Linked DNA regions of Mus musculus: all the other regions are linked to region 4. The links are chromatin contacts, called in public HiChIP or PLAC-seq and promoter capture Hi-C maps. All regions are on one chromosome and are shown on one strand. The core of a region is the stretch at or near the end of the contact, and the rest is flanking DNA. Distances in the headings are between cores, read along the strand shown. Region 1 overlaps Trio (triple functional domain (PTPRF interacting)). Region 2 overlaps Ank (progressive ankylosis). Region 3 overlaps Trio (triple functional domain (PTPRF interacting)). Region 4 holds the start of Otulin (OTU deubiquitinase with linear linkage specificity). Region 5 overlaps Trio (triple functional domain (PTPRF interacting)).

Region 1 (5,936 bases), core at 1,524-4,023, 150 kb after region 4:
CACCTGCAGGGACTCTTTGCCTTGTGCCCCCAGAGACCACTAGAAGCCCTGTGATTCTCCCCAGAGGCAAACTGGTTCAAATCTATCAGTGTCTGCTAAGAGATAACTCTTTTGCTTGCAGTCAGTATGTGTATGCATAGGTATGCATGTGTTTTTTTTTTTTTTTAAATTTTGTTTTTGGGGGTGAGAGTTATTCAGCTGTGTTCACAGCAGCCCACTGTCAGGCATAGCCCACGAGAGGCAGGGGAAGATGAGAACTTTAGATCACTATCACTCCCTGGCATCTAGGCTCACAGAAGCCAACATGCTCAGCTCAGGCCTCTTGGTGCGGTGACCGTATAAATGGCTCAGAGATGAAGGGAGGGGCTGGTAATCCACATGTCACATGGTACTTTACATTTTTTCTCCCTGACAAGGTTCTGCTTCTGGTCCAGACTGGCCTCCATCTCTCAGGTCAGCCTCCTAGAGGGACTGGGATCACAAGCACAGGCCGCCATGCCTGATTCAATGAAGCATCTTTAAATCCAATGCGTGTGACCAGCAGGTAGACACAAAGGCTGTGCCATGGAGAACGTGAAGGGACAGCCTTTCTTCTGAGCTCTGATGCATTACGTTACTTTGTGAGACTATTATACTTCACGGGAGAGAAAAATGCTGCGAGTGCTAGCAGCTATTATGGATTTAGAAGGAAGCTAAAGTGTTGAACTTTCCACTTTTCCTTTGAAAGTCTCCCATTTCAGAAGTCTGAAGATACAGGGAGAAAATATCCCCATCTGTCTTTAAGGTTAGCAGATGTCCTACTGTATCTGGTATAAATCTGATACAGTCATAATTTTGGATACCAGCAATGAGAAAAATAACCAGATAATTCTTCGTTCCACTTTGTAAGTATAATGTCAACTCCCTCATGCTTTTGATTCTCTGTAACAATACATTGTGTGTGTGTGTGTGTGTTAATGGAACAAAATTCTCTCCCGATATCTGTACATCATCCTAGCCCACGTATCTACTCTGTGCTAGGATATGACATAGTGCCTAAGTCAGAAGTTTAAAAAGCTCTCATTTAAACAAATGAGATCATTAACAGAATGCGGTAAAGAACCTGCTAGTGTTTTAGCTATCCGAAGAACCAGTTTTGTCCAGCAGACTAATTCTGCTGGTATACATTTTGAATCCACTAGAGATCTGAGCTTGTGATGGCATTTCTGTAGTGGATGTGTGGTCTACAGTGTCACTGGCACAGGCTAGGTACCAGTTCCACAGAGCACAGAGCCTACAGTCAAGTCCCTTTGGAAAGACCCTGATTTACTGGTCAGGACACAGCTGTCTTTCTCAAGAGGTTCTGATGGCCATTACAGCCAGTGGACTGTAAGGAGGAGATCAAACCTGGAACCTGAGTATCTGCTGACCAAGAGTGACACAGGGGCAGGTGTGAGGCACCTTTCCCAGGTTCATGACTGCCCAACTGTATAGGATCCATGTGGATACTTAGGTCCACCCGGGAGGAGACTCCCACCCTCAGATCTATATAACCTGTCAAGGCAGGCTCTGTGTGGGCAGGAGCGTAACTGATAACAGGCTGCTTGGTACATCTTGGACTTAGTAAATACATACAGAATAAAGATGACCAGGTGAGCAAAACACTGGTTGCAGGCTATCCTTACTTTTGTTTGCCCAACCCAAGGACACTGATAATGTAAGCCTACCACTGTGGACAGTGATGTTCAGAGTGCGGCATATTGTGGTCAGTTCTGTGATAACTACAGGTGATCTCTATCTTCAAGCAAAGCTTACACAGTTGTGAATTTTCACTTATTTGGAAACCAGGTCAAGTAGAGTCTTGTGATCCTGCCTCTTCCTGTGATGCTATGAGCTGCTTTTTCTTGGGGCAGAGCCTGGGCTTGGTGTGTGTAAGTGGCACAGATCAATGGGAGCACTGCACAGGGGCAGAGAAAGGGCTCCGGATGAAGCTGACCCCGCAGCTCCAACAGACACACCCGCTAACTGTGATAAACATGTTCAGTTCCGCACACTGGTCTCAGCTCCACTCCTCACTGGGACGCTACCTTTCCTCAACTGTAGGAAAGCCTTGCTCTTGCCTGGTCTGAAGGTGGGCTATCTTCTCTCACTGGAGGAGAATCCTCTGATTCCAAGCACAGAAGGAGGACCTATGAGAGGTGTCACAGAAAGCCCTGGACTGGGGGGCTGTGTCTGGGCTTTGTTCTCTCAGGGGTGATCCAGTCTGACTGGCGTAGCTGGGTTTCCACACCTTACAGGGCAGCAATGGACTCAGGAAACAGCAAGAGTGAAATGAAGTAGCTTTATAAACTAAGAAGTGGCTTACAGCTGAGGCATCTGGGAGTCCCTGATTGTATAGAAATGGGTATATTGTATTTATACAAACAGCAGTGCCCCGACAATACCCAGAATTCATGGACAATAGGAGTTAATGGCACTAGGAAATAATAAAAAAATATGTGGCAGATACGACTGAGATACTGACTTGGTTGTTTTTCTGTTTTAAAAGAAATTTGTCCCCAGTTATAAAGAGATCCTAGCAGGCTTAAAAATCCACGCAGGTGTGCACACAAAAAAAGCAACCACTGCCTGTCGGCCAGGGCAGGCTTAGGGAGGAATCCCAAGTGGCTTTTTTTTTTTTTCCTGAGGCTGAGGTCACACAATGGCTGTTGTGGTTTCCTTTTAAAGTGAAGACAGAATAAAGCCAGAGGAGGAAGGCCAGGGACCCAGCTCTACACGGGAGGGTTTTACCATGTGCACACAGGGCCAGGCCCAAGGGGAGGAGAAAGCTATCTCCTCCCAGTCTGTAAATCTGGACAGCTGTGATTAATAAAAGTTCTTAAAAATGTAAGGAAAAAAAAGGATCATATCCTGCTAGTTGCAGGCTAAGGAAGATTAAGTTTCCACCCCATTTTGCTTTCTCCCCACTTTCCCAGTGGGAGGAGGCCTGAGATTCCACTCGCGTAAAGCTGCAGCAACGGACTGCTGAGGACTTTCAGTCAAGTTTTAGAATTTAGTACCGCATACTCTGCGCTTGAGAACGACTCACCCAATGGACATTTCTTTGGCTTCACAGGCTTTATAGCACACAAGAGGGGTGGGGGTGGGGGGCTGTGCAGCTGTGTGCAGGCAGCAGACCTGGGGCTAGGGCCTGACTGGCACATGCCGGGCTCCTGCCAGTCTTCTCTGAGGGAGCTGTTTGTAGAAGGATGTGGGGCTGGAGCTTTGACCCTGCCTGTCGCCTGTAGGCGCTAAGTACCCTTAAAGCCCACTGGCCTTTTCCTGCTTTAGTTTCTTGAGGTGTAAAATAGTAATGGTTTTCCCTCTCCTGTGTGGAGAGATTATAAAAAAGCCTTTGTAAATATAACCTAATAGATATAGGAGGTGATATTCATAGTTTTGAAAAAAAGAAAAGAGAGAAGAAGAAACTGCAAACAGCAAGTAGAAAGGCAGGGACTAGGAGCAAGGTGGTCATCTGCACAGCATAGCCTCTCAATCCTCCGCATCTGCTGCTCAGGCTCCCTTCACCCATATCACATCAACTGAGCACACACAGGCAACTGCTGACAGACAGCCAAGTCACGGATGGGAGGTGGGGCCACCACAAGATGCATACATTCAACACTGGGAAATGGTCCAGGAAACATCTGTCTCACATTTCAGATTCTCTTGCAGTATCCCTAAATGATAGTGCGTGTGTGTGTGTGTGTGTGTGTGTGTGTGTGTGTGTGCTGGGAACACTATCCAATTCTCACATTCCCAGGCAGCCATTGTATTACTGAACTAAACCTGCAGTTCCTGGTCAATCAATATTATTCTATCTCGGTGTTCACTGTGGGTGTGCTGAAGAACGAGCCTTCCGTCAGGATAAGCATAACTCAGAGAGAGATTCCTAATGCAAAGGATTCATTTCCGGTTCATGTCCCGAGGACTGTAGTTTATAATGGGAAGCACGGTTGCTATTTAAGGAAGACAACCCCAAGGCTGTGATTATAAAGCTTGAGGCCAGCTGGGCGACCTGTAGCGTTCCGTACCTGACTTACCGAGAGCTGAATGCAGAATACCTGTTGTTCAGAAATGTCAGGAAGGCAGCGGTGGAGACACCGAGCCAGAGAGCACAAGCAAGAGGAAAAGCAGGCTGCGGACAGATCCCGACAGCATTCCAAGCAGCTCTACATTCTTCCAATGGGATTCAAAGTCTCTGTTTTTAAAATCAAGGTATCATTTTTTTTTCTAATTAAAAAAAAAAAAGACATAAAAGTGAGCCAATATGTAAGCTATTCTGCCAGATGTATCCTTCAGGGACCATGTCTTGTCTTATACCAGGACTGCAATGGTCTGACAGGCCACAAATATTGCAGATAATGGTGGTGAGACATATGGGAAACCAGTTGAGGGACTGTGGAAGAGACAGCATCGATCTGCTTAGTGACACGGAACAACATTGGTGGCTAAGAACAGATGCGTTTCACGGTCACTTTCCAAACTACAATCTATCTTCTCCTTTGAGTAAGTACCTGAAACCTTTCCCTGCCTGGCTTCTGATTTCTTTGCTCTTACATAGGTTCAGCTCTCTTCCGTCCAGTGGCGGATAGAACTAATGTGTCCCCACGCCGAGGCTCTGTCAGGATGACAGTGGGGACCGCACATTGTGAGGCACAATTCTATGCCTTTCCCACACACACAGGATCCGGGCTTCACGCTAAGCTGGGACTGTCACGCTGCTGCTGTGTCAGCACAGGAAGTAATCTTTCCAAAGGCGGAGTCTGGAGATGGACGGGCAATGAATGAGAATATGGAGAAAGAACACAGAGGGCATTCTGCAGACTTTACAGCGTGGTGCATAGTGGGTCTGTGATGCAAAAATGTGAACTTTGTGTCTGCATCAAATACCAAGTGAGCACAGAAGACACAAGGAGGAAAAAAAGATAAATTTCCCCCTGTTTAGAAAATAAATAAATAAAAACCCAGATTGGACTAGAGGCCTCAGCACAGTATGGCCACGGCTCGTGCCGTAATGAAGAACACATGTCTCTGCAGCCTGAGAAAATGCACACAAACGAGCAACAGATGCAGGCTCCTCGGCAGCACCCTCCCACACACTCACAGGGGAGGGCTTACCACAGCGCCTCCGGCCCCCTCCCCAGCTCTCACGACCCCTGAGTCCCAAAACACAAAAAGGCCATGGGCATCAATTAAAAGCAGCCAGAAAGAGACTGCTGTGGCTTTCCTTTATGAAGGCTGAAAGCCAGTACCATGCACAGACCCGGGAGCATGTGTACACACAGGCGTATGAACACAGGAATGTTAAGTATGCTCTGGGTTTGTGCTCTAGCCTGTGCCACCAGGTAATGCATTGTGTGGCTTCCTGAATACCCAACCCGAGCTGGGTGACCTGGGGTCTGTGGACCCCTAGAGAACTCTCAATGGGACTGGCCCTCAGTTTTCTTCCTGACACACTTGAACATTATATGAACGTCAGGAAACATGGCTCTTGGATTTATCCTGTAAGAGGAGGACTAGATGTCAGCATTTCTAGTTGGAAAGCCATTTCATTTCAGAGGTCCTCTGGAATGTCATCACTAATGCCGAGAGAGAGAGAGAGAGAGAGAGAGAGAGAGAGAGGGAGAGAGAGAGAGAGAGAGAGAGAGACAGACAGACAAGGGGACTAAATGCAAAGGAGGCAAAGGGCAGAATCGTGCAGTTGGCTAGTCGGATGCACAGCATCTCCTTCACTGCTGAGTGGAAACAAGAACATGCTAGGGGAGAGGCAATGCAGCGCCATCATGGGAGGAGAGGTTAAGCTAGCATGGATGTCAGGAGCTCCAACCAACCAATGGATGGAGGAGCGGGTCTCTTCGAGTATGTATGTGGTCTACAGGGAGCTGTGTAAGTCAAGGCTCTGAGGAGGGCACCTG
Region 2 (5,591 bases), core at 919-3,418, 140 kb before region 4:
TCCTTCTACCTCCACCCCGCAAGTGCTGGGACTGCAGGTGTGTGCCACCACTCCTAGGGCATTGTTTCAGTTTGTGACAATGTGTGCATTGTACTTCCTTGCTGGGCCCACACTTCTCCTGTGTCGACCACTTGCAGTTTGCAAAGTATGTTCTCGACGGCCTGCCTAGGAGTCGAGTTGTGCTTGCAGATGTCTGCAGAGCATGAACCCGACTGAATCCCCCTCTCCTTCACCCTGCATGGTGCTCCCAGCAGGGGTCCTCTAGGACTGGGGAGGAACCTTGATCCATGGGTAGCCTGCCATGCAAGCCTCCCCATGCTCTTGGTGCCTAACCCTCCTCCCTTCCCTTTTTCTGGATCACATATGATCAGACACGAAGGAGGTGAGGGCGCTCCTGGTCACCAGTAAGGCATGAGCTACCCCAAGAGCATCACTGCAGGCTCTGCCCCTCCCTTATCGGTCCCCAAACATTCCTAACACGTGGCTGTGGCTTGTGCCTAATCTCTCTCTCGGCCCCTTCTCCGTTCTCTCCTAGGCTAACATGGGCACAGTTCCCTCTGATACACAGCATATGTACCACTTTCTTAAAATGTAATCGTAGTGTGAAAAAAAAAAAAACCAACCCTGTGATGCGGGCTCTCTGGACTTTAGTTGCCAGTTCCTTCTGGCACACAGCACAGTCCCCGGCCTTTCAGCACCTTCTCATAAGTCAAGTCTGTTTAAAGGGTTTTTTTTTTCTTTCCTGCCAAGCATTCATTAGTTTCAGATTGAGTTACCCCGGTTGCCTCTGGGATGAATCCCTTTCCTCTCCTTAGCATTCAGCTCCAGGGGAGGCAGAGGAGTCCCACTGATCCCACCCCACCCTTCTGAGACGTGCTGCAGTGCCTCTGTCTTACATGGACTGCCATGCACTGTTCCTCCTCCCCTCCTCCGTCTTCCCATGATCCCCTAGGGCAGGGCTGCTGTGTGACATCAGCACACCCCTTGTCCATAGGGGTCTTCTCCTACAGACTCTGCATGCAGTAGGAACTTCAGATGGGCTTGCGTAAGTCAAAGAGTGAAGGAAAATCATGGAAGTGTCTGGCGCTGATTTATAGTTCAGACACACCCATCTCTGTCACACAGAGCCTGTTCTTCTCTATGAATGGAGGGTCAGTGAACCAACTTTCTTAGATGTTTCCCCAAACAAACGCATGGACACACCCTGGTAACCCTGGTGTGTGCATTAAGCTCAGGGTGTACACTAGGAAAGGTGAGGATACTTTGAGGTATAAGCAAAATAATACCAGCACGGAGGGATGGCTGGGACTTGTTTGTCGGTCTCACATCTGCTTCTAATGTCTGCTGAAACCGGCTGCTTTGTGCAGCCATTCTGCAACGTGCACACAGCACACAGGGTCTAACTGTGTAGCCTCAGTTGGCCTTAAGCTTGCCTCAGCCTTCTGAGATTGCCGATCACCAGTGTGGACACCATACTCGGTTTGAAAACAATTTTATTATTGTGTTCAGAGGAGAAGGTTTTTCTAGTGAGATAAAGCCTGTTCTTTAAGAGGCAGTTTCTCTTGAGGGAACAGAGTCAGCAGGCACAGGTTTCAGTCCCAGAGGGTCCATCGCAGGGAAGCCAGGTAGGAGGTGGTAAAGGATATAGAGAAGGCTTACAATCAGGAGCCCTTCTTGGAGCTTCCCTCTCCCATAGCTAGGAAGTGCCTTAATAAATAGCAGTCGCTTTTTGTGCAGGCAGTGTGAACAGTGGTCGTTTGGGGACAATCTGTGTGTGGGGGTGACACTGGAGGGACATAATCCTTTTGGTGTGAGGATTCTATTTTCTCACCATTACACAAAGAGAAAGAGCGTGGTCAGAAATAGAACCAGAGTGCCCTCCTCCCCGCCCCCTCCCCCCAGCTTTCTACGAGGCAACGAAAGAGAAATGTATCTGGGGCTCACCTGTGTGGTGAGGATCCGATCCCACAGAACAGAAATCTGATATGCTAGGCTGCCACCAGGGCGCAGGTGCATGTCTGGTGGGGGTGGGGTGCAGAAATAAGTGTGGTGTGTTTAAATATACAGATCTGTTTTGTAAACGAAAGCTCCCCTCCCTCCCTCCCTCATTAGTGCTTTAAGAGCAAATGTTTCCTTACGGAGATTATTAAGCCATTGGTTACACAACCTTGGCAGCATTTTGGTGGTTTTCTTTTGAGGTCGCCATCAGCCCCAAACTAAAATATTTACACACTGGTTGAAATAGGCTAGATAATGTTAAACAAGGAATGCGGTGTAAAACCGAGACCTTAGAAAGTGAAGTGTGGATTTGCCCTGAAGGTGATAGTGAGACTTCTAAACTGATCCTGTAACCTTCTGGGAGATGGGACAGTGGGTCAGCCTTACAGTGGTTCTCAATTCCACACAGTTGCATATCTTCGTGGTTTCCCAGAGTGAGGAATAATCTTATGTATGTGCTGCTGTTTTTCCTGGGAGTAGACAACACAGTGGCATGAAAACACCTTTCTCTCTCCTTCTCCTGTTTGATGGTGTCAGGGTTTGTGCTCTGGCCTTCTGGAGAGAGGCGGGGGGTGGGGGGAGGTCAATGTAACCAGCCATCTTTTAACAGACTGGAAGTCATTTGTAACTCGGTCTTCTTCAGAATACATTCAGTCCATGCTTGGTAACTATTACAGCTTATTGAAGAAGAAAAAAAAAAGGTGCAATAGCGATGAAGATTTCCTCCTTTCTAGAATGCAGTGATAAGCCTAAAAATTGAATAAGAACCCTCACTGGGTTTTCTACTGTCAATTTCCTAGAGTCTCGTAGTGCGTGAACGGTGGTTGTCTGCAAGCATATGTTTGTTCCATATTGAGTAGGAGAAAAATCTCTTTATCCTAAGATTGTCAGGGAGGCTGGCTCCAGAGCAAGCAGACTCTTCCAGCCCCACCGTGCTTTGGAAGCCTGGGCATCGGCAGCTTGTGACTCCCCGCCACGCCCACAGCAGTTGTTAGGATCTGAAGGCACGGACCTGCTCTGAGCCAGATCACAGGAGGACCCTGGAAGCCTTCCGTGCCTGCCTTTGTCTGATCTTTCTTCGCCTTGTGGTTCTGTGAGCAAGCTCCCTGCCTTTAGGTAGGTGGCAGGTCCCTAAGGGCCCAAGGGTAGTCACTTTCTTCAGCAGCCCTGCATCAGCTGCACATCACTGGCCTCCTCTACAAAGGAGTCTTTGTTAGAACCAGCCAGGGCCTTCTCTTTCCTTATCTTCCCCACGATTTTGTTACTATCTACCTATTCATTCATTTGGTGGCTTACTTCCCTTCCTCAGTGTGATGGGAGCTCTGCATTGAGTGGGTAACTGGCTTCCTCCCTCTCCTGGCAAATTGCACAGTGCTGAGGAAAAGGGGCTGATCATAAGACAGCCTGTAAGACGATGGCCAGAGCCAACGGCTTTCCCTTCATGCTTAGCAGTTCTTCTCATTAGGTGTCAGGAGTGTGTGTCTGCGTGTGCATGTGCATGTGTGTGCACGCGTGCATACCCGCTCTTGTGCACTTTGTGTTAGTACTTGGTTGGTGTTGAATGATACGTTTTTGGTAGAAATGACCCCAAACAGTATCAGTTGACTACCTAAGTCTTTCTGTTTACTCTTGAGCTACCATCCCTTTACCCACACAGGAAACAATAGCAAGGCTGCAGATACTACCCAGCAGTGAAATGCATAGGCCCTAGGCTCATTCTCCAGCAAAGAAGAAAGGGAGGGAGGGAGAGAGCGAGGGAGGGAGGGTGGAAGAAGAGAAGAAGGGAGAAATCCTTTTATAAGTGATGGGATAAAAGTCACATACAACTGACTATTAGGCAAGCTCCCAGGTCCGTGTGTCTCGGCCTGTTCTCCACAGGTTGTGCTCCCCACGTGTGCCTGAGGAGTGGGCTCTAGATGTTCCTGCGTCCCTTCCGTTCTATATAGAGAGTGATAGGAAATTCACACACACTTAGAAATACTGTCTGACACACTTGACTCATAGGAGTGATTGTGTGTGTGTGTGTCTTTTGTTTTTGAGACATCTTATATAGCCCTGGATAACTCCACTCTTCCCCATTCTGCAATCCCAAGTTGTGGAATCACAGGAGAAAACCAACAGGCCCAGCTGGGAGTAGTATTCCTAGACATTTGTGTGACAGACTTTAAACTTTTAAAATAACTATCTTCCTTCTGGTTCTCTTTGCACTGCCTTCTCTTCACAGTCTTTCTTAGTGTTTACAGTGAGCCAGACAGCCAGGTTCTGTGGCACAGGTCTTTAATCCCAGCACCCAGGAGGCAGAGACAGTAGATCGCTGAGTTCGAGAACAGCACGGTGCACTTAGTGACTTCTAGGGCACATAAAGCTAAGTACAGAGACCCTTCTTTCAAACACATCAAACCAGACTGTGGCCAGCAATGGCAACTTCGCCCCTCAGTACAGTGGAGTTTCAGGTACAAGGAGATGGAAGAAGCCTTAGCCCCATTTCCTCATCTCAGCTAAAGTCTTCCACATCTGCTAATTAAATGAAGGTCTAGATCAACACCCGCTTTCTTTATTGGCTGCCCTCCATTCTCCTTTCCCTCCTCGCCCACTTAAGTAAACAGGAGTAGAACTGCGTGAAGAAGTTACCAATACAATAGATGGGTGAGAATTTCCTCCTCCTGGGGGGAGTAGTTTTAAGGAGAAAATAGTTCCAAACACTATGGCTCCCGTCTTCCCTGGAAGATGTTTCCAGAAACACAGCTGTCTGAGGCGAAGGCAGAGAGCTTGACCCACCTTACAAAGGCGTTAGGAAGTGAAGTGGTACAGCTTTCAGACTCAAACATGAAAAAATCCCTGAAGTCGTCCAAGGCATGTGTGAACCAGCAAGGTCCTCTGCCACATGAAACAAATGGCAGAGAGGACACATCTGTAAGCCACCACCTGTGTCTAGATGCGATTGGAAATGGAGGCGATCGGAGGTTGCCTTGGAGCTCTCCGGATTCTCAGGATCCCTGAGCTGTATTCAAGACAGATGGCTGCTTCTCCAGTGATCCAGGCTGCGGCCTGTGGAGCTGCAATGGATCTGGAAAGTGCAGTCGTCTTCCTGGATAAGAAAGACTCCTGAGCTGAACTTTGCTTCTTTTAAGCTGGTAGCCAAGAAACTGAGGGGGGAAGCTCTGAAGTCCCGTACATCGCTGGAAACTCACCTTCCGTCAGAAAGTTAAACTCAGAAGCCTGGCAAGTGGGGTGTAGTTGTTCTGCATTTGAAAATAGGCAAGCCTGTTTGCTTATTGTTGAACGGCTGCTGGGAAGGGGCAGAAGGCTCAGAGTTTCCGAAGGTTGCCAACCAGGATGTGTTTACAATTTAAGAAGACTTTAGGCTACCCCTGAATTCAGAGGAATGAGGGCAATGGCTGCTTTGCAGTGTGAGGCAGATTATGGCTGCCGAATAGCAAAGCCATTCTCTGAGTCTGCAGCCAAGTCGCTGCTGTGCTCCCAGGGAGTGAGAGCTTGACTCCAGGGGAGGTCTTGTGGGTGACTCAAGTACACTCTACTCCTCCCCTCCATCTCGTCTTAGATTTAGAGGACAAAGGAAAGAAGAAAGCATG
Region 3 (5,994 bases), core at 2,602-5,101, 240 kb after region 4:
ATAGAGAGGCGTGTCACAGCATGTCACAGCAATTTGTGAAGGTTCTTTGTGGAGCATTTTTTTTCTCAGTCACCTAAAATTAAACTTGATTTTTAATGTTATTAAAAAGCCCCACTTGAAAAAAAATAAACCGGGCATAGTAATGCCATCATATAATCCAAATACTCAAAAGGCGGCGGCGGGATCAACTGCCTGCTTACAACCAGCCTGCATTACATAGGGAATTCAGGGCGACCATAGATTTCACAGCAAAACTCTATTTCCAAAAACAAAACTAAAATGTAACATAGTAATTTCTCTAATGTAATTTTGTGATATTTACTAAGTAAGATAAGATTTTATTACTATATATACCATATATATAATACATAATCATATATATGCATTATATATAATATATAAGATCTATGGTATATTTAAACTCCATACAATGTAATAGAACTTTAAGGAGCAGGTAAAAGTAGTCTGCTAAGAGCAGAGGGCCACCATGCTTCACCCCATGACCAGGCACTGTCCACAAGCAGGATCTGACAATGGAGCACTATTCCTCTCTAAGGCTGAAAAAATTCTTATTCCGCTTCTTGTTTCTCCTGCTCATCTCCTGACCCACAAGTCTCCCCTGACCCCCGACTACGGATGACCCCAACAAAGGCAAAGGTGCACTCATGTGACAAGGACAGCCAGCTGCAGAAGCAGAAGGCAGGAAGGCATCTTCCAGGCCTGATGCATTTGGTACTAATGGGTCCCATCTTCTCACCTGCCACCTTCCGGCCAATGTCTCTCATTATGAGAACATTCAGATTCCTTCCAACAAGTCCAAAGACCCTCTCGGGCAAACTACATTTTGTCATTGTATGATGCCTTACCTCTTTTACGTGCGTGTGAAATGACACAGACATGTCCAGCAGGATCTTTCGTTGTTCAACTCGCCGAACAAAATCTTGTATCCGGTCTTCAAGCTGATGGGCAGCCTGATAAATCTCTTCGGGGTCACATTCCCCCGTCTGAGCCAGCTGCTCTGCTGCTTCTAGCAGTTTATCTGCGTTTGTGTACGTGTTCTGCACGGGAGGATACCCAGAGAAACAGAAGGTGAGCATTCAGCAAACCAGCCGGCACAGGAGCCACAATCCACGGCAACCAAGAACCTATCAGCAGCGATGCTGATCGTTTACTACACTGGGTAGACAATATACAGTAAGGAGCGATGACGTCAGGAGGTACATACATCCCCATCAGTACCCTTTTCTGACCCCAAGCAAACTGTTAAGCACTGGCCAGAATGGCTCATGACTCAAAAGGCTGTTCGGCTTTTGCTAAGCTGGAGTCAGGAAATGGCCCACAACCACAGAGGTCCGTTTTGCTTTCTCCTCTCATTTTTACAGCAGAGTAAGTGAGCTTTCCCCATCTCTGCTTCACAGCACATGGCTCTGGAAGGAAAGGAGTCTCCCAGTGGCTGTAACAATGTAGCCAGTGTAGAAAGCAGCTGTGGTATGGAAATACGTGGCTCTTGTTCTCTGAAGACGATTCTGCTTCAGTTCTTGATAAACTTGTGGCCATGGCTGTGTTGCTCACATGAGCAGATAAGCTACAGCCTGTGACAGTTACTGGCAACTGCTCCACAGGGGCATTACTGCTGAGAGGAGCAGGAGGCGCGCGCGCGGTGTAGTCAGAGCAGCCTGCCCTACAGCAAGGACAGAACTCCCACCTGCGGCTCTGCTGAGACGTCAGTTGACTCTTTCATCCTCCTCCTTAAACTCCTAGAGCCGAATAGGGCAGGTAGCTCACTGAACAGGTATAAGGTGGCCCAAGGTATGGGAAGGGTGTCCCTGGGAGGGATGGGGTGGGGACAGGCTCAGTGAGTGATGGGGCTTGGAATAGGGAAGCGAGGCTCCCATTAAACAGAGAGGACTTCTGTATCAGTTTCTTTTCTGCAGCCTGCATCACAATCTCATAGACTGGGTGAGATGAACAAGAAGTACCGCAGCCCAGGGTTCTGAAGCCCAGGATAAGGGCTACATCTGATGGCCTTGGTGGCAGTCCCAACATACTTTGGAGCATTATAAGAGACAAACTTGCACATGTTTCTCCTGACCCCTCTTCTCCTTACAAAGCCACTAGGAGTCAGTCATGGGGCATCTGCCCTAACCCCAGACCCACCTGTGGACACCAGCCTGACTCATTTCCTCTCCTACTGCATCACAGTGGCGATTATCTCAATACACAGACTTCTGGGGAGGCCACACACACTACACCAAACCACAGCACTCCGTTTCTGATACCCAAGGTTTCTGTGCATCTCACAAAGCAAAACTAGACTAGCTGATGCTCTAGAGGTTCCTTATAAGGTGAATTCCTTATAACTGTTAGCCATGTGAAAACCAAAGGAAGACAGTCTCCTTTGATGGGGGACAGCCTGTCCCAACAGTCCTATCCCAAAAGAAGACTGACAAATGGAAAGGCCTGTAACTCCTGGATTCTATGTGCGTGAAAAATCACCTTATACCTGGGACCAGTTCCCTGAACAGAATCTCTTACAGGATCCTAGGATCTTCGTAGCTTACCCCTCCAAACCCTTTCAACCTCTAGATATGACAAGATTCCAAAGTACCATTCATTATTAGGAACAGCACTGATTTTCACTACTATGACAAAGCAGCAGAGATGGACTAGCCTTATACATGAAGTGGTTTAGCCCACAGTTCTGTAAATCAAAAGCTGAAGATGAGGTGGTCCCTGGTTTGCCTCTAGTGTCACAAGGAAGGGAAGAAATCATATCTTAAAGCAGAAAGTCAGATAGAGACAGGGGTCTAAAATCTTTCAAAAGTGGGTCTCGCTGGAGGCTAGCTGCAGGTGCAACTCCTAAAGGCCTCTTCTCCTAAACTCGTCAATAGGAGAGCCAAACTCCCAACGAATGGTCCTTTGAGTGATAAACAACATCCAACACATTTGGAGAAAGCGTGGTCTCCAACTTGGGAGACTAGACACACTCAGCCATAATCAACTGTTTCAGGAACAGGGAGGCTGGGGGCTGAGTGCAATTACCAGCTCAGTGTACTGTCGGGAAACCAGACCCCTGAGAGCAAACGTGTTTCTGAAGTAAGGAATCCTGCTTTCTCCCTGACTGTCATCTCAGCCCTGAAGTAATCTAGCTTGATAAGTGACTCTTTCATTGACAGTGTCCCCCAGTAGGAAAGCACTACTGGATTGCCAAGAGCCTTGCTATGACATCAGCAGCAGTAAGGAACACTGGGAAAAATATGGCTGCTAAAGGAGCAGGCATGTTATGAAGACACTAAACCACAGCCATTCACTCTGTGCCTCATCCAGAAAATGGTGCTTGCACAGAGGAGGAAAGAGTTTGTCCTAGTGCAGAGCCACATGTGGTGCCAGGGGTGAGGGGGTGAGGGACGGAGACAGGGACATCAGCACTGGCATCTGAAACCCCAGCTAAGCCTTCCTTGCAACAGAGCCTTCCTGAGTCCCTCCGTCATGGACTGAGCTGTGAGAGGTTTCGAATGCTCATTGACGAACTATCCATATCATCAACGTTGGCTTTTGAGCAGCTACTCGAAACCCTATAGAAGCCCTGTGACAGGGACGCCGATTCACTTCCACTTCCCTGTGGCAAACTGAGGTTTGCCAAAGCCAGTCAGCGGAGTGGCCGCTGTTGACGGCCCCGAGACCTGGCGACCTGAAGCTGGTGAGTGTGAGGGGAACTGAAGGGGCAGGCCTTCTCCTTTCTTCAGCTTGAGGGTCCCCCTCTTTGGGGCATCCCTTTTATACTCATCAGGGAGATTAAAGGACACGATAGCAAGGGCGGGCCATGGAGAGCAAAGCATTTCCTCTTTCTTGAGAAACAGCTTATGTTGTGCAAACAGCATAATCTGGGACCTGAGCAGTGCAGAGGAAGATGAGTGGTCCTCCTCCTCCTCCCGCTGCTCTCAGCCACTAGGGCCCGAGTCTCTCCAAAGATGGCAGACACTGTATTTACAATAAATGGAAATGCAAATTTCTAGATAATAGAAAGTGAATACTGAAAGTCCTAAATATGCCTACCCCATCAAAACACAATGAGCAAAGAAACTATGGATTAGAAAAATCTCTAAGGTATTTTAATACTACTGAACTGGAGAAAAAGAAGGAAGGGCCACTGCAGAGAAAACTAGATGCTGTGGGTATCATCAACTGCTGTATGGAAGGCACAAACCTCCCAAGGATCACTTGTCATCTAGGAAAGAAAAACACAACAGATATGGGGCAAGCTCACCGCTGTCCCTCAATGCAGACATATGCCACAGAGGGGGAAAGTCAATCGTAATCATGGCATGGGCAATCTAAAATTCTTAACAGAGGCCATGGAAAATTCTATGTGAGAGATAAGGCAAAATAGGTTAACTTGACACAAGCTAGAGTACCCAGAAAGGAGGGAACCCCAATTAAGAAAATGCCTCCATAAGATCTGGCTGTAGGGCATTTTCTTCATTAGTGATTGATGGGGGGAGGCATCCACTCAGCCCATTTGTGGGTAGTGCTATCCCTCGGCTCACTTCCTGGGTTCTCCAAGAAACCAGGCAGAGCAAACCATGTGGAGCAAGCCAGTAAGTAGCGTCCCTCCAGGGCCTTTGCAGCAGCTGCTCCTGCCTCCAGGTTCCAGCCCTGCTTGAGTTCCTGTCCCAACTTCCTTCAGTGATGAACAGTGCTGTGGAAGTGTAAGCCAAATAACCTCTTTCCTCCCCAAACTGCTTTGGTCATGGTCTTTCATCACAGCAATAGTGACCCCAACTAGGGCACTGACTACTGTTTACATCTGTTAGCATTTGACCAGAAACAACCATTATTTTCTCCGGGTAGGTGGGTGTTCAATAAACTAAGGTGGGCACAGCATAAATACTGGCAACATCATCTACTTTAGGTCCTGACATGCCTAGCTACTGTCAAAGGACTGTCATCGTCAGCCATCTATATGTTCTAAATCAAGGAATGGAATTCTGAACACCTTCTGTCATGACTCCCTCTTTCCCTCTCTCCCTCCCTCCTTAATGTATTCTTACAACAACCTGGTAAAGGGAGATATTAATATCACTTTACAGTTAAGAGACTCAGAAAGACTCAGAAAGACTAAGCTGATGGTAACACAATCAGAAAGACATAGTCATCTTCTTAAGTTTCAGGACATGTCATGGGGAAAGCAGCCTCAAGGACCTGTTGTTTCTTTTCTCTTCTCTGCAGTCTGAGGACCTGACTAACTGGTGGGCAGGTGCTGCACCGATAACTTCAGCCCAGGGGGAAATGCTTTATTAAAAATAATCTGTCCTGAATTCTCCATTGTTAATTTTAAAAGACTAAAACACAATATATCTTTATATTAAAAGCTAAATTAATTAAAAACAAATGGAAGCTTGTTATATATGTGGAGAAGTTCAATTCATATTACAAATGTGGACATAACATTCTCCTAGAAAAACACTGAGCACAGCAGGGACACCCACTACTCTCCTGAAAATGTGGGAAGAGCTTCGTCGCGTGACAAATTCTCAGACCCTTATCTAGGAAGACAAGGTGATCACAAGGCACATAAAAAGCTATCCATAGACAAGCTTCGAGGAGGCTGCCTTGGGGCAGGTTACGACACAGGAAGCTGAAGTGCAGGGTTGGGCAAGCATCACACAGTGGGACCTATGGAGAGACGCTAGGCCACACTCACCAATGTCTGTCAGTGCCCCGCTGCTCTCGGGAACCAGCTGTCATAAACTAAGTTTCTCTGGGCTTTACCAGCCTGTTGCGATCACAGCTTATTAAATTTAATAATATGAACTCAGAAAACTACTACTAAGTAAAAGACTGCTGCTCAAGGACCATCTTCTCTTCCACCAGTCACCTTCAAAAATCTTCACATGGAACGCGTTTTAAGTTTTTGGGTTTTGTTTGGTTTGGTTGTTTTTTTGAGACAGGGTTTCTCTGTATATCCCTGGCTGCATTTTAAATAGTACAGTA
Region 4 (5,356 bases), core at 1,106-3,605:
TAGGACTTACACTCATAACCAATCTCCCTCAAATGTAGTAAAAATAACGCTATAGCATATCTCAAATCATATCCAATCTCACCATGGTCCCTATTTTAAGGTAAAAATATTTTCAATAACTCTGAGTGGAGAGGTCTGACCCCTGAGCCTAACACAGATTTAAACGCACATTCTTAACAGCATTAAATTTATAGCCAAACTATTAAGCGGCTTATATCACATACGCACATATTACACTGTCAACTATTTACTGTTTCTCTGATACGGGACCCTAGAAAAGCCCCACAGAGAGAAAGAGCCCAATCCACTACTCATGTAAGGCTGAGTCAGAAAGGCAAAATGGTCTAGCAGTGTGGTGTATTAACCAGTAATACTTGTGAGTTACACTATACACTAGCCTCATTTCCACACCTGAAGAGTCAAGAGAAAATGGGTCAATTAAAGCCAACACAGGCAGTAAGGAAAAAAAGAAACAGCTAATAACATTCAAATTACAAACATAGGCGTGGTTATAAGCCATGCCTCTCTGTCCAGTGTTGCTGAGGAGGTCAAGAAGAAGGGGGTAAGGGGTAGGGAGTTGGGGGGGGGGGGGGAGGTGTCAAGAACCATGGTCTTAAAATCTCCTACCTGTTTCTCCCTGCCTAACAACACAATCCGCACCTGTTTCCTCAAGAGTGAGATGACAAACCCAGGTTTCAGCTTTAAGACTAACAGCAGTGTGAAGACTCCTTCCCTTTGAGGTCCGTTCCCCAAGGTGTTCGTGAGAACCACCACACCAGAAAACCTTCCAAACAACTGTGTGTACGTTGGAGAATGTGGTTCTGGCCTCAAAGGCTCAGGTATCTTTCAAGGCATGTGAAACTGCTAGGGTAAGACTGAGGTGCAGGGCTTAAAAGGCTGGGCATCCAGGAAAGGAATGGACTAGGAAAGCAGGCTGAAAGGCAGAGCCGTCAGGAAGCAGAGGAAGAGCAGAGGAAAGAGACATCTCTAACCTAGACAGTTTCAACCTGGCAACCACAGACTAGACCAACTCAAACATGGCCCTGTAATATAAAGGAGCTCAATAGAAAGAAAAATAAGTGTCCCTACTTAAGAATCAGGACATTTCATTTAAAAAAACCAGGCTATCTAGATTCATTGACTACAGCAACTATGGCTGAAGCTTAGATAATGCTGACCCAAATAAAGAGCTAAAAGCTCCCCAAGTCCCAAAGCTAACAGACAATGTCACTAACGCTAATTGGCAGCCTAGCTCTTAGAGAAGGTTAAGGCTTCCCACTCTATACCTTTCCTGTTACCACTAGCTCATTACAGGAATAATTACCATCACACTCGGGCGCTCAATAAACGAAAGCGGTCAAAGCCCACCGCAAAGCACCTCACAACTGAGCTGCTATTATATCCCGTCTTCCTTAACAAGGCTTCAAAAGACCCCTTCTTAGGAAATTGAAAGAGCTCTAAAGGTCCATCTAGACACACCTTATGCTTTAACTTTTGGATCATAAGAAAACTGACTGTCGGAGCTTTTGATTTTCTAAGTCCAAAGACATCTAGAACTGTGCCACGAACTCAGTAGACACCTCCAAACCCTGCACAGTGAAATCGCTTCTAACTTACTGTTTTTCTTCACAGTCAATAAGGAACTGCTCTAAAACTGTGTGCCTGTGTGTGTGTGTGTGTGTGTGTGTGTGTGTAAAAGCAAAGAGTGGTAGGAATACCTAGCCAGGGTCTGACGGGGTAAAACGGAGAGGGCCAGCCTGTGGCCAAAGTCTGTCCAACAGGTGGGAAACTCTTCAAGTGGTGACATCGCAGGACAATTCTGTGGCTGTTACTGGGGCGAACTCACTTCCTCCGAGCTAGGTTAGGGGAAAAGAGCTACAGGGAGTCAGTGGATCATTAAAGGGGCCTCTCTGGATTTCTTTCCCAAATTCCTAGCGCTTTCCCTAACTTCAGGATTGGACAGTTGTCAAAGCGGGAGTGTGGCGGCCTGGGTGACCGAGCTGTGACAGGGTCCACACTCCCGACTCTCTACTGCTCGGTCTGGGTAGCCGACCTGAAACCGAGGGAACCCACGCAGCCCCGCGCCCGCGCCCGCTCCCACGCCCGCCCCGCTCACTCACTGCTCGGCCGGGCATCGCGTCGCGGCCCGGGGCTGCGCGCCGGCCGTCACCTTCCCGCCGTCCCGCGCCGCGGCCCCGGCCTCGCGCGCCGGCGTCTCGGCGCAGCTTGCACCGGGCCACGCTCCGGGCTGGGGCATGGTTCCCCGACTCATCCGCGGCCACGCCGGGCCCTGCCGTCCCGCCGTCCGGAGCCGTGGCTGCGCTGCCCCGCACCCCGCGAGGTCCGCAGAGCGCTTCCGTAAGCGTCACTGTGGCCCGCCCCGCGACCTTTGACCTGCAGCAAGGGGGCGTGGCGAGAGGCTAGGGGACCTGGAACGGGCGGGGCTGGGAATGGAGGGAGGACGCCTGCGCAGAGCGGATTTGAGCCGCGGAGCCTGGAGCGGCCCGCGCCGTGTGCCCACTGCGCATGTCCGGGCTCAGTAGGTGGTGTTGGGGGATGTTGGAGGCTGGGCAGGACACGCGGCTGGGCGGTGTGGAGTTGAGAGAGTTAGGATGCCGGGTAGTACTTACCTCGGTACAGAACTTCATCCTTGGTCCCCTAAAAGTTCTGCTGGCACCGTTCCTCAGTGCCAGCGCGGCCTCTGGAGCCCACGTGGCCTTGACCTCGGCTGTGGGGTCGTAGTTGAGCAAGCACAACATTCTGTGCCATCTTGAATTAGATTGCTTCATGTGATCGATTTAAGAGTAAGAGTAAAGGGCTGACATTAACAGATTTCCAAGGTATGACCGTGGAGGCGCAGAAGCCGGGGAGAGTGGGTGAGTTAGTAGGCATGGCTCCAGCCTTGAGGCAGAACCCGAGTATGGAGCAATAGCGAGGCAGGGACATTTCGGAAGCCTGCAGATAGGTTCAGGGGCAGAACCGAAAAGTAAGATTGGAAGTCAGATCATAAAAAGCCAAGTTTAGATTGATAAGCTTGAGCTTCGTCTTTTCCGTGTTCTCTCTATAAGGCCATTTATGAAAGATCATTTTTGCCTGCAGTTAAATATTAAAGCATAGGACTAAACTGATGTTCAGAGGTGAGGGGAGCACACTAGTGTTAAACATCCCCAAGGCTGATTGGGTGATTAAAACGTCCTTGATTATGGAGAGCTAGAATATTACCGATTAGGAGTAAGCTGCACAGTCTTGGGCGATCTTCAGTTCTCCTTAATAGCCATTTATTGCCAACCTCATTATAGCTTTTAGGTAAATCATTGGGATCTACAGACTTACGGCCAGAATAACATCAGATCACATAACAAACATTTAACAAACATTTCTACCATCTACCTGATGCGTTTTAGAAAGACCTTTGACTTAATGTTTGATTTGTTCTGTTACTATTTAAAAAAACAAACAAACAAACAAAAAAGCAAGGAAGCCATTAGGCTGGAGCATATGGAGACTATTTGGAATAAGTCAAATCTGTGTTCCTGGACCATTGTGCCTCATATTTCCTTGGCTCCAGACTAAACTATCTTACTTTCTTTCAGGGGAGGGCTATGTTCTTTGTAAAGAACCTGTAAAGATAAACTCGGGGAGGTGGGAACATAAGAGGATAAACTATAGAAAGAACATTTGTGCTGGGTGAGATGGTGCACGCCTTTAATCCCACCACTTGGGAGGCAGAGGCAGGCGAATTTCTGAGTTCGAGGCCAGCATGGTCTACAAAGTGAGTTTCAGGACAGCCAGGGCTACACAGAGAAACCCTGCCTCAAAAAAACAAAACAAAACAAAACAAAACAAAAACAAAAACAAGAGAAAGAAAGAAAGAAAGAAAGAAAGAAAGAAAGAAAGAAAGAACGTTTGTCTTGAGACAAATAACTCTGAGGTGTTCTTTTCCTTTTTTTTTTTTTTCTTTAAAAAGTAAGAAACACACCTGCTGAAAATTCAAAGCATAAAATGGTAAGCAAACTGGTTGAGGAACTTAAGGAGGAAGGATTGTAGTAGGTCATCACCCAGTTCACGTCCATCTGGAACATCCCAATCTGACTTCGGGGGGCCGGGGGATGGGGGAAGAATCTCTGTCTATGAGATTAGTAAGGTGATGTCATGTTGGATTGGGGTGTCCTGTAAAGCTATTGATTGGTGTTTTGAGAGGAGAGACTGACCACACAGACAGATAAACAGCAGAGGGAATAAAGCCATGTGGGGAAGAAGACAGAGATTGAAGGAACGCAGCTAAAACCTAAGGAATGATGGAACTTACCAGAAGCTAAGATAAAGCAAACAAAGGCTATCCAAAGACTCTTTGGCTAAAGCTTAACCCTGCCAGCAATCTCACAGCACACTTTCAGCTTCCAAAACTTTAACTTTCTGTTGTTTGCCCTCTGATTTGTTGTTTTTTGTTACAATAGTCTGAGGAAATTAATACAAGGCTCAAGATGAAGATATCTAAAATTTTACCACACTAAATATGTTTGCAACGAGTCTAACAGGTAAAGAGCCTGAATTCAAAATAAGAATTCAGAAATAAGCTTTATTGCCCAGATGGAACTACGTTAGCTCTTGGGCTCTGAGTTGTAATTTAGCCCTTAGCAGTTTCCACATTCACATTTCACACCCACAGAATCTCATATGTATCCATCACATTTGGTGATAATAGGCAGGAAGGAGTGAAATGGGAAGAAAGTGAAGGATGTCTTTAAATTCAGCACTCCATAACTTCAGGGGGCTAAAATCCTAGAAAACCAACAGGCACCCAAGTCAAGGAGTTTCCAGAAAACTCGAAGAATGAATTTAAGGGTGGAGATTAGAAAGGAGTGAGGGGTGTGTGTGTGTGTGTGTGTGTGTGTGTGTGTGTGTGTGTGTGTAGCAGGAGAATCCTAAGAAAGGTTGTGACCAAGGCCTTTCTTAGTAAGGCTTTACTAGGGTGAAGCATGAGAAGGTCAGCTGATCAGGGCAGTTGGCCTACCCATGGCTTGTTTGTGTGCTTCTCCATCTGGTGGGTGGCCTGGAGCTTTGGACACACCTTCAGGACAAATAGTCTCCCTCCCAGGATCTTACTCCTTGGGTGGTTATGCCTCTTAGTTGTATTCACCATTGTTGGGGGGTGGGGTGGGGGTGGGGGAGGGGCAGGGAAAGAAAAGAAACAAACTTGGAGGGAGAGGCTTATTTTGGACCAAAATTCTTGGGTTACAGCCCATCATTGCAGGGTGGTCTAGGCAGCAGGAACCTGAAGCACGTAGTCTCTTCCACAGTTAAGAGTAGAGAAAGAATAAATGTGGACTTATCTTGGGAGGCAGAGGCAGGTGGA
Region 5 (5,187 bases), core at 2,108-4,607, 180 kb after region 4:
ACAATGCTCCTTCTCCACTTTCGAATGGCATCGGCCCGAGAGAGTCTCCCTTTGAAGCTGATGCCCTGAGTTACTCTTCCATCTCAGCAAAGGAGGTTAGCTTTGTTAAGGGGAGGACTCCTGACTCCATTGCAGAGCCGAAGGACCCTGACAGGAGGGTCCTGTGTGCTCAGCTGCAGGGCAGACAAGGCCTCACCGTGCTCTCGCTGCCCCCGAGAGGGGATGGCTTACCTTTGTGGTTGAAGATGCCCTCCATCTCCATGCTACTTCGGGAGTGGGCGATGCACAGTGAGCCACAGGGCACGAGGCCTTCTGCTGCAGGGGACCTGTCAGTGGTGCGCACCAGACACCAGTCGGGCTTGTCGTGAGGCCGTTCCAGGACCTCCACTGTCTGGCCACGCCGGATGGTCAGCTCATTGCTGTTGCAGGCTGTGAAGTCATGAATCACGACCGTCAGCTCGCAGCCACCAGAAAGCTGGGAGGGACAAAGAAAGAGGGACAGGTCAGCAAGCAGAACCACGTAGATGGACACAGTTACGAACTTGGCTAGGAATGTCACCTTCTGCCGGGAACTCTGCAGTAGGGTTAAAGGCGTCACCAGAGTGGGGCTAAGGCTATGTCCTGACCCCCACCCCCTTTGGAGCTGTGAGGTACTGAAGCTCCTCCCCTCATTCCCGATGCTGGGATTTTTCTGAGGGGTTCACCATCAGTCCAGCGTGATTTCTCACGTACTTCCAAATCCCTCTGAACCCGGAACATTCTAGTTCCCTCTATAAAAACACTACACACTCATTTTAAAACTCAGAACAAAGTAATAAAACTGCCTAAAGGCTGGTCAGGGAAAAATCATGAAACAGACAGTAAAGCGAGATGGAGCTCTGAGGGGTTTCAAAGCTGTAAGCGAGCACCCCCGAGCGAGTGCCTCTCACCACTCCCCAAGCATCTCAAGATCAGGAAGGGAGAGGCTCCAAAGAGGGACTGAATGGCCCCTAGGCACTGGCCCTGGAGTGCTTCTCCTCCAGGCCCCTCAGAGGTCTTGGCTCCGCCCCATTCCTGTGTTCCATCGCAATCATTCCCAAAGAATCTCTGCAGGCAGTGCTTGCCAGCTCTCTGTACATTAGATGCGGGCATACAGCACTGTTTGAAGCAGTGCTCGCCAGCTCTCTACATTAGACGCGGGCATACAGCACTGTTTGAAGATGGGGAGTGAATGTCTCAGTGGCTGTCTAGAACTCATAAAGAAATCACAGCAGACTTGTGTTCGCATGCCTCCTCCGTGTGCCTGCCTGGCTCTCCCACAGCTGCTGGTGCTAACCCTTGAACTCGTGACCCCAATTCTCTCTGCTCGCTGTGCCCACTCCCATGTTCTCTTCTGGCCCAGACTAGTAGTACTTAGGTCTTCTGCAGCACATCGGTGAACACACACACACACACACACACACACACACACACACACACACACACACAGAGCTGCATCTGAAAAGCAAGAACACGGTTCTCCCACTACGGTTGTCCCCACTTGGCCTGTGTCCTGGTAGGTTGATCCTCTGGACTGTTAGCTGTTTGGGGACAGGACTCATCAGCTCCTATATAAGAGCTCTGTGACTGGCTCTCTGTCCTCAAGCTATCCCCAGGTTCCCCTGTGCCTGTTTCTTCTCTATCCCATTGGATAGCCTCAGCCTCACGCTGGTATTCCCAAGACACAGCAGCTGGTGGTCCCATGCTTCCGATTTTTCACCCCACCGGGGAGCTGGGACACGACTCATAATGTCCCTGCTTGTGTTTCTCTTCCGGCGTTGCTTTCTGGGCGATGCTATCACCAGCAAATTACCCAACTTAGATGCATTTCCCTCCTCCTCTAGAAGTTGTCAAGTGGACTCGAGGGTGGCTTTCTAATGACTTTCTTCCTCTGCAAAACCCCACACTGGTTTTGCACATTTGAGTTTCTCCAGTGATTCTGATGCTCTCAGTGTGTGCCCCCAGGCCTCTGCTCTGTCCCAATGGGACAATGCTGCCAGGGTAGCCGCTCACAGTCATCTATAGGGTGGAACACAGGGCTCCCAAAGGAGGAGCTAGAGAAAGTACCCAAGGAGCTGAAGGGGTCTGCAACCCTATATGTGGAACAACAATATGAACTAACCAGTACCCCCAGAGCTCGCGTCTCTGCTGCATATGTATCAAAAGATGGCCTAGTTGGCCATCATTAGGAAGAGAGGCCCCTAGGTCTTGCAAACTTTATATGCCCCAGTACAGGGGAACGCCAGGGCCAAGAGTGGGAGTGGGAGGAGAGGGTATAGGAAATTTTCAGGATAGCATTTGAAATGTAAATAAAGAAAATATCTAATAAAAAATTTTAAAAAAGCATGGGTCTTCCTCTTCAAAACCTTAGGTACATTTTTCTTGATACAGGCTTTAAATCCCCATCTGCCTTGCCAGGTTTTTGTGCAGACAGTTGCTTCTGAGACAGGTCCTGTGCATACGAGGTCCACAGTGCCATCCCTGTGGTCAGATCTCCTTGTGTCCATTCTCCCTTCAAGTTCCCCATCCACCGTCTCTGGAAAGTTGTTCCCATTTTTGCCATCCTTAGGGCTTTTGCCTGAAACAATTTATACTTCAGTTCTGAAATGAATAGTCCTCTCTGTCTCTCTGTCTGTGTTTCTCTCTCTCTCTCTCTCTCTCTCTCTCTGTGTGTGTGTGTGTGTGTGTGTGTGTGTGTGTGTGTGTGTGTGTGTGTCCCCTCCTCAGTAGAAAGCAAAGCAGGTCTGTGTCACTCTTATGAATCTCTGTGTCAAGACTAAGGGCAAAAAGAGGCTTGCCACCACCATGGCAAATAGAAGAGGGTCTGCAGGTCACTGCAAGGTCTGTGTACCCACGAGGTGCAAAGCCCACAGAACATTTGGCAGGCTGTAGGAAGCACTCGCCCACACACGGTTCTACGCTCCATCCCAGCTCTTTCCATCATGAAGATCCAGACAAAACGAGCCTTGTCACTAGGCCACAACTGTTTTAAGTTCCCCTCTAAATTTTTATAAACTCCTTTGTGGGAAAGCCATGGTAACATTTCCATTAGTCCCTGGACAGATAAAGAAGCCATATAAGTGCTGAAAGTTGAGACCGAGCGAGCTTGGGAAAGGATTTCTCTCACACAACCCCATGATATGGAAGTGGTTAACTCCTCAGCAAATAGTGGGGGTGCTCCCTTTTCCAGCCACAACAGAGTCAGCTGATGAAGCTTGGCAGGATCGGACGTGCTGCAGACCAAGCCCTGCTGCTTGTGGGCCTTGGTGGTCCGGCCCCAGTGCCCCCATGTCTGAGGGCAGCCAGCTCTGTAACTGAGCAGTCCAGTTAGAACTCCAGGCTCCCCCCAGTGGTCCATGTTGCTGCTCTGGGAAGGAGCCCTGAGCTGGCGGCTTCCCCTACCAGAGTCTCATTAACTTGTCAGGCTGCTCAAGCAAATGTAGGGGTGCCTAGTGAGGGCTGCCTAGGAAGGGAAGTTAACTCCACTATATTTTTGGCACTTATGTTTTTTTTAAAGACCTTTGCAGAGTAACCAAAAAGGACTGGGAACATCTGTGTGCTTGACAGATTGTAAGGAAAAAAAAAAAAAAATGGAGCCTGCTCTGACAAAGAATCATACACCATGTTAAAAACATGCAGAGGCTTTCTAGAACTTAAGAACACAGAGTGCCAGAATAATACTGCAAAAAGTGCTAAAATTATCACCCCCACATTTTCCTGTTCCCCAGTCCTCTCCTGCCCATCAGGAGAGATAAGAACCTACAATCAAGGTTAGGAACTAAATGTTTTGTTCCCTGAGAACAAGTATCCTGTAGGCTTCTGTTTCAAGCTTTGCATTTACGTATTTAAATGTTAGTCAAACAATGCAACTGCTGGTTACCCACCCCCACCCCAATAAAATGGCACAGTGCATCATTGGGGAGAGCTTGCTGGGCTAGTCACTGTTATGGTCCTCCACAGACATTACAATTGGGTAGGGCTATTGATGGCTTTTTCCATGATAGCTTGCATAGCCCCTTCCTATGCTGAGAGCCAGCTCTGGGGGTGGAGGCTTCCAGACCAGTCCCAGATCACTTCCTTTAATTGCAGTGTCCAAAGTACATGATATCTTCTGCAACAGGGACTTAGTGTCAAGTTCTGAGCCACAACCATAGGCAAGGACAATATCCCACGGTGTTTATTTGAGGGTCTCTTGGACCCTCAAAGGGAGCTTTCTTATGCCTGGCACTGGGGTTTTGTTATATCACCCACTACTGCTCTTGGGAGGAGCACTGTCATCCATGTGGCATGACTCGAGTTACACTATACATGTGCATGTGCGCACACACTTTTTACTTTTTCATCTTATTTATGAATGGGTGTTTTGTTTATATGTCTGTGCACCAGTGCATGTGGTAGCCATATAGGCGGGAAGAGGGACTGTCGTTATAGTTGTGAGACACCATACGGGTGCCAGAAATTGAATCCGGGTCTCCTAGAAGAGCAGCTAAGCCACCTCTCCCACCCCTAGCTTATGAACTTTTAAGTAAACTTATAATGTTTCCTTGTGGCTTCTTTAAACACCCACAGTGTTATTTATCTCTCCTTCCTTCCTTCAACTTTGCATTGAGCAACAAAACATCTCTTTAAAATGAAGCTTGCTAAGATTTTAGAAGACATGTTTTTGTTGTTTCGGACATTTGTGATAACTACTTTGAGGAAGCAATGCAAGTCCTTATTGATATCAATCACTCAATTCCTAACCAGAAGTTTAGGTCGCTGACCATGAAGATTTTGGAGCTCTTAGCCACCCCAGCCCTGATGTCATGACTACGCCGACCGCCACCCTACCCGTCTCATTCATCTGTGGCTGCAGCAGCTCCCTCTTCTGTGCCAGCCACTTCCCATGGAGTCCCCACAGCGCTCTCTTCACTGTAAACATTTTATAGACTCTGCCCCGGCTTCCCTGGCATATCTGCCTAGTTCAGGAATGCAGTGTATCACATGGCTCACATTAACCCTTCTGGAAGTCACTTCGGAGGTCAGGAAGGCAGTTTAAAGGCATCCTTCAATTTCTCACTACTGTGGTAAGCAGTATGTGTGAGAAAACAGCTGGTCTCACATGGAGCACAGCCGCAGAAATCACCAAGGATGTTATTTCTCCCCGAGTCCTGCCTGCCCTTGGAGAGG

The links. Promoter capture Hi-C pulls out the DNA fragments that hold promoters and counts their contacts. HiChIP or PLAC-seq counts read pairs in DNA pulled down with a chosen protein or histone mark.
Region 1: an H3K4me3 HiChIP or PLAC-seq map of the 230-238 cell line shows a contact between it and region 4, with 10 read pairs. The contact joins the enhancer-like site here to the promoter of Otulin in region 4. A contact is called at or near these places in 4 of 39 promoter capture datasets (the C10 cell line, the HPC-7 cell line, cranial neural crest and 1 more), 1 of 15 datasets of contacts at CTCF or cohesin (CD8 T cells), 4 of 484 Hi-C or Micro-C datasets (the N1E-115 cell line, bone marrow-derived macrophages, natural killer cells and 1 more), 5 of 115 datasets of contacts at active chromatin or transcription factors (the 230-238 cell line, the HPC-7 cell line, bone marrow-derived macrophages and 2 more) and 3 of 9 other capture datasets (adipose tissue, liver and pancreatic islet).
Region 2: a promoter capture Hi-C map of liver shows a contact between it and region 4. The contact joins the enhancer-like site here to the promoter of Otulin in region 4. A contact is called at or near these places in 7 of 39 promoter capture datasets (the 3T3-L1 cell line, the C10 cell line, hematopoietic stem and progenitor cells and 3 more), 4 of 484 Hi-C or Micro-C datasets (the G1E-ER4 cell line, embryonic stem cells and regulatory T cells), 7 of 115 datasets of contacts at active chromatin or transcription factors (the HPC-7 cell line, bone marrow-derived macrophages, cardiomyocytes and 4 more) and 2 of 9 other capture datasets (adipose tissue and pancreatic islet).
Region 3: a contact with region 4 is called in a promoter capture Hi-C map of hematopoietic stem and progenitor cells. The contact joins the enhancer-like site here to the promoter of Otulin in region 4. A contact is called at or near these places in 12 of 39 promoter capture datasets (the 3T3-L1 cell line, the C10 cell line, the HPC-7 cell line and 8 more), 1 of 15 datasets of contacts at CTCF or cohesin (large pre-B cells), 25 of 484 Hi-C or Micro-C datasets (the AML12 cell line, the Ba/F3 cell line, the C10 cell line and 18 more), 9 of 115 datasets of contacts at active chromatin or transcription factors (the NIH/3T3 cell line, T-cell acute lymphoblastic leukemia, bone marrow-derived macrophages and 5 more) and 2 of 9 other capture datasets (adipose tissue and embryonic stem cells).
Region 5: a promoter capture Hi-C map of the HPC-7 cell line shows a contact between it and region 4, with 4 times the contacts expected there. The contact joins the enhancer-like site here to the promoter of Otulin in region 4. A contact is called at or near these places in 6 of 39 promoter capture datasets (3T3-L1-derived adipocytes, the C10 cell line, the HPC-7 cell line and 2 more), 1 of 15 datasets of contacts at CTCF or cohesin (the NIH/3T3 cell line), 2 of 484 Hi-C or Micro-C datasets (the MC3T3-E1 cell line and bone marrow-derived macrophages), 3 of 115 datasets of contacts at active chromatin or transcription factors (effector CD8 T cells and microglia) and 2 of 9 other capture datasets (liver and macrophages).

Annotation. Positions count from the first base shown.
Region 1 is chr15:27,774,853-27,780,788 of GRCm38.p6, forward strand. All of the region lies in intron 34 of Trio (triple functional domain (PTPRF interacting)), which reads right to left. Among named protein-coding and RNA genes, the nearest start is that of Otulinl, 96 kb to the left of the region's middle. Within about 2 kb of position 2,774, at least 80 of the 459 cell types and tissues checked have an H3K27ac peak or open chromatin away from gene starts, as enhancers often do. A contact at or near this core is called in the 230-238 cell line and the N1E-115 cell line, where this site is marked.
Region 2 is chr15:27,485,278-27,490,868 of GRCm38.p6, forward strand. The region is part of intron 1 of Ank (progressive ankylosis); the gene reads left to right. Among named protein-coding and RNA genes, the nearest start is that of Ank, 21 kb to the left of the region's middle. Within about 2 kb of position 2,169, at least 58 of the 459 cell types and tissues checked have an H3K27ac peak or open chromatin away from gene starts, as enhancers often do. A contact at or near this core is called in the G1E-ER4 cell line, extraembryonic endoderm stem cells and liver, where this site is marked.
Region 3 is chr15:27,870,295-27,876,288 of GRCm38.p6, forward strand. It overlaps Trio (triple functional domain (PTPRF interacting)), which reads right to left. Exons shown (of 57, transcript NM_001081302.1): 11 at 867-1,058. Among named protein-coding and RNA genes, the nearest start is that of Gm29975, 120 kb to the right of the region's middle. Within about 2 kb of position 3,852, at least 55 of the 459 cell types and tissues checked have an H3K27ac peak or open chromatin away from gene starts, as enhancers often do. A contact at or near this core is called in the Ba/F3 cell line, adipose tissue, bone marrow-derived macrophages and 4 more, where this site is marked.
Region 4 is chr15:27,628,338-27,633,693 of GRCm38.p6, forward strand. Otulin (OTU deubiquitinase with linear linkage specificity) reads right to left here and starts at 2,356. Exons shown (of 7, transcript NM_001013792.2): 1 at 2,121-2,356. The coding sequence starts at 2,272.
Region 5 is chr15:27,805,399-27,810,585 of GRCm38.p6, forward strand. Trio (triple functional domain (PTPRF interacting)) reads right to left here. Exons shown (of 57, transcript NM_001081302.1): 34 at 232-475. Among named protein-coding and RNA genes, the nearest start is that of Otulinl, 130 kb to the left of the region's middle. Within about 2 kb of position 3,358, at least 46 of the 459 cell types and tissues checked have an H3K27ac peak or open chromatin away from gene starts, as enhancers often do. A contact at or near this core is called in the HPC-7 cell line and microglia, where this site is marked.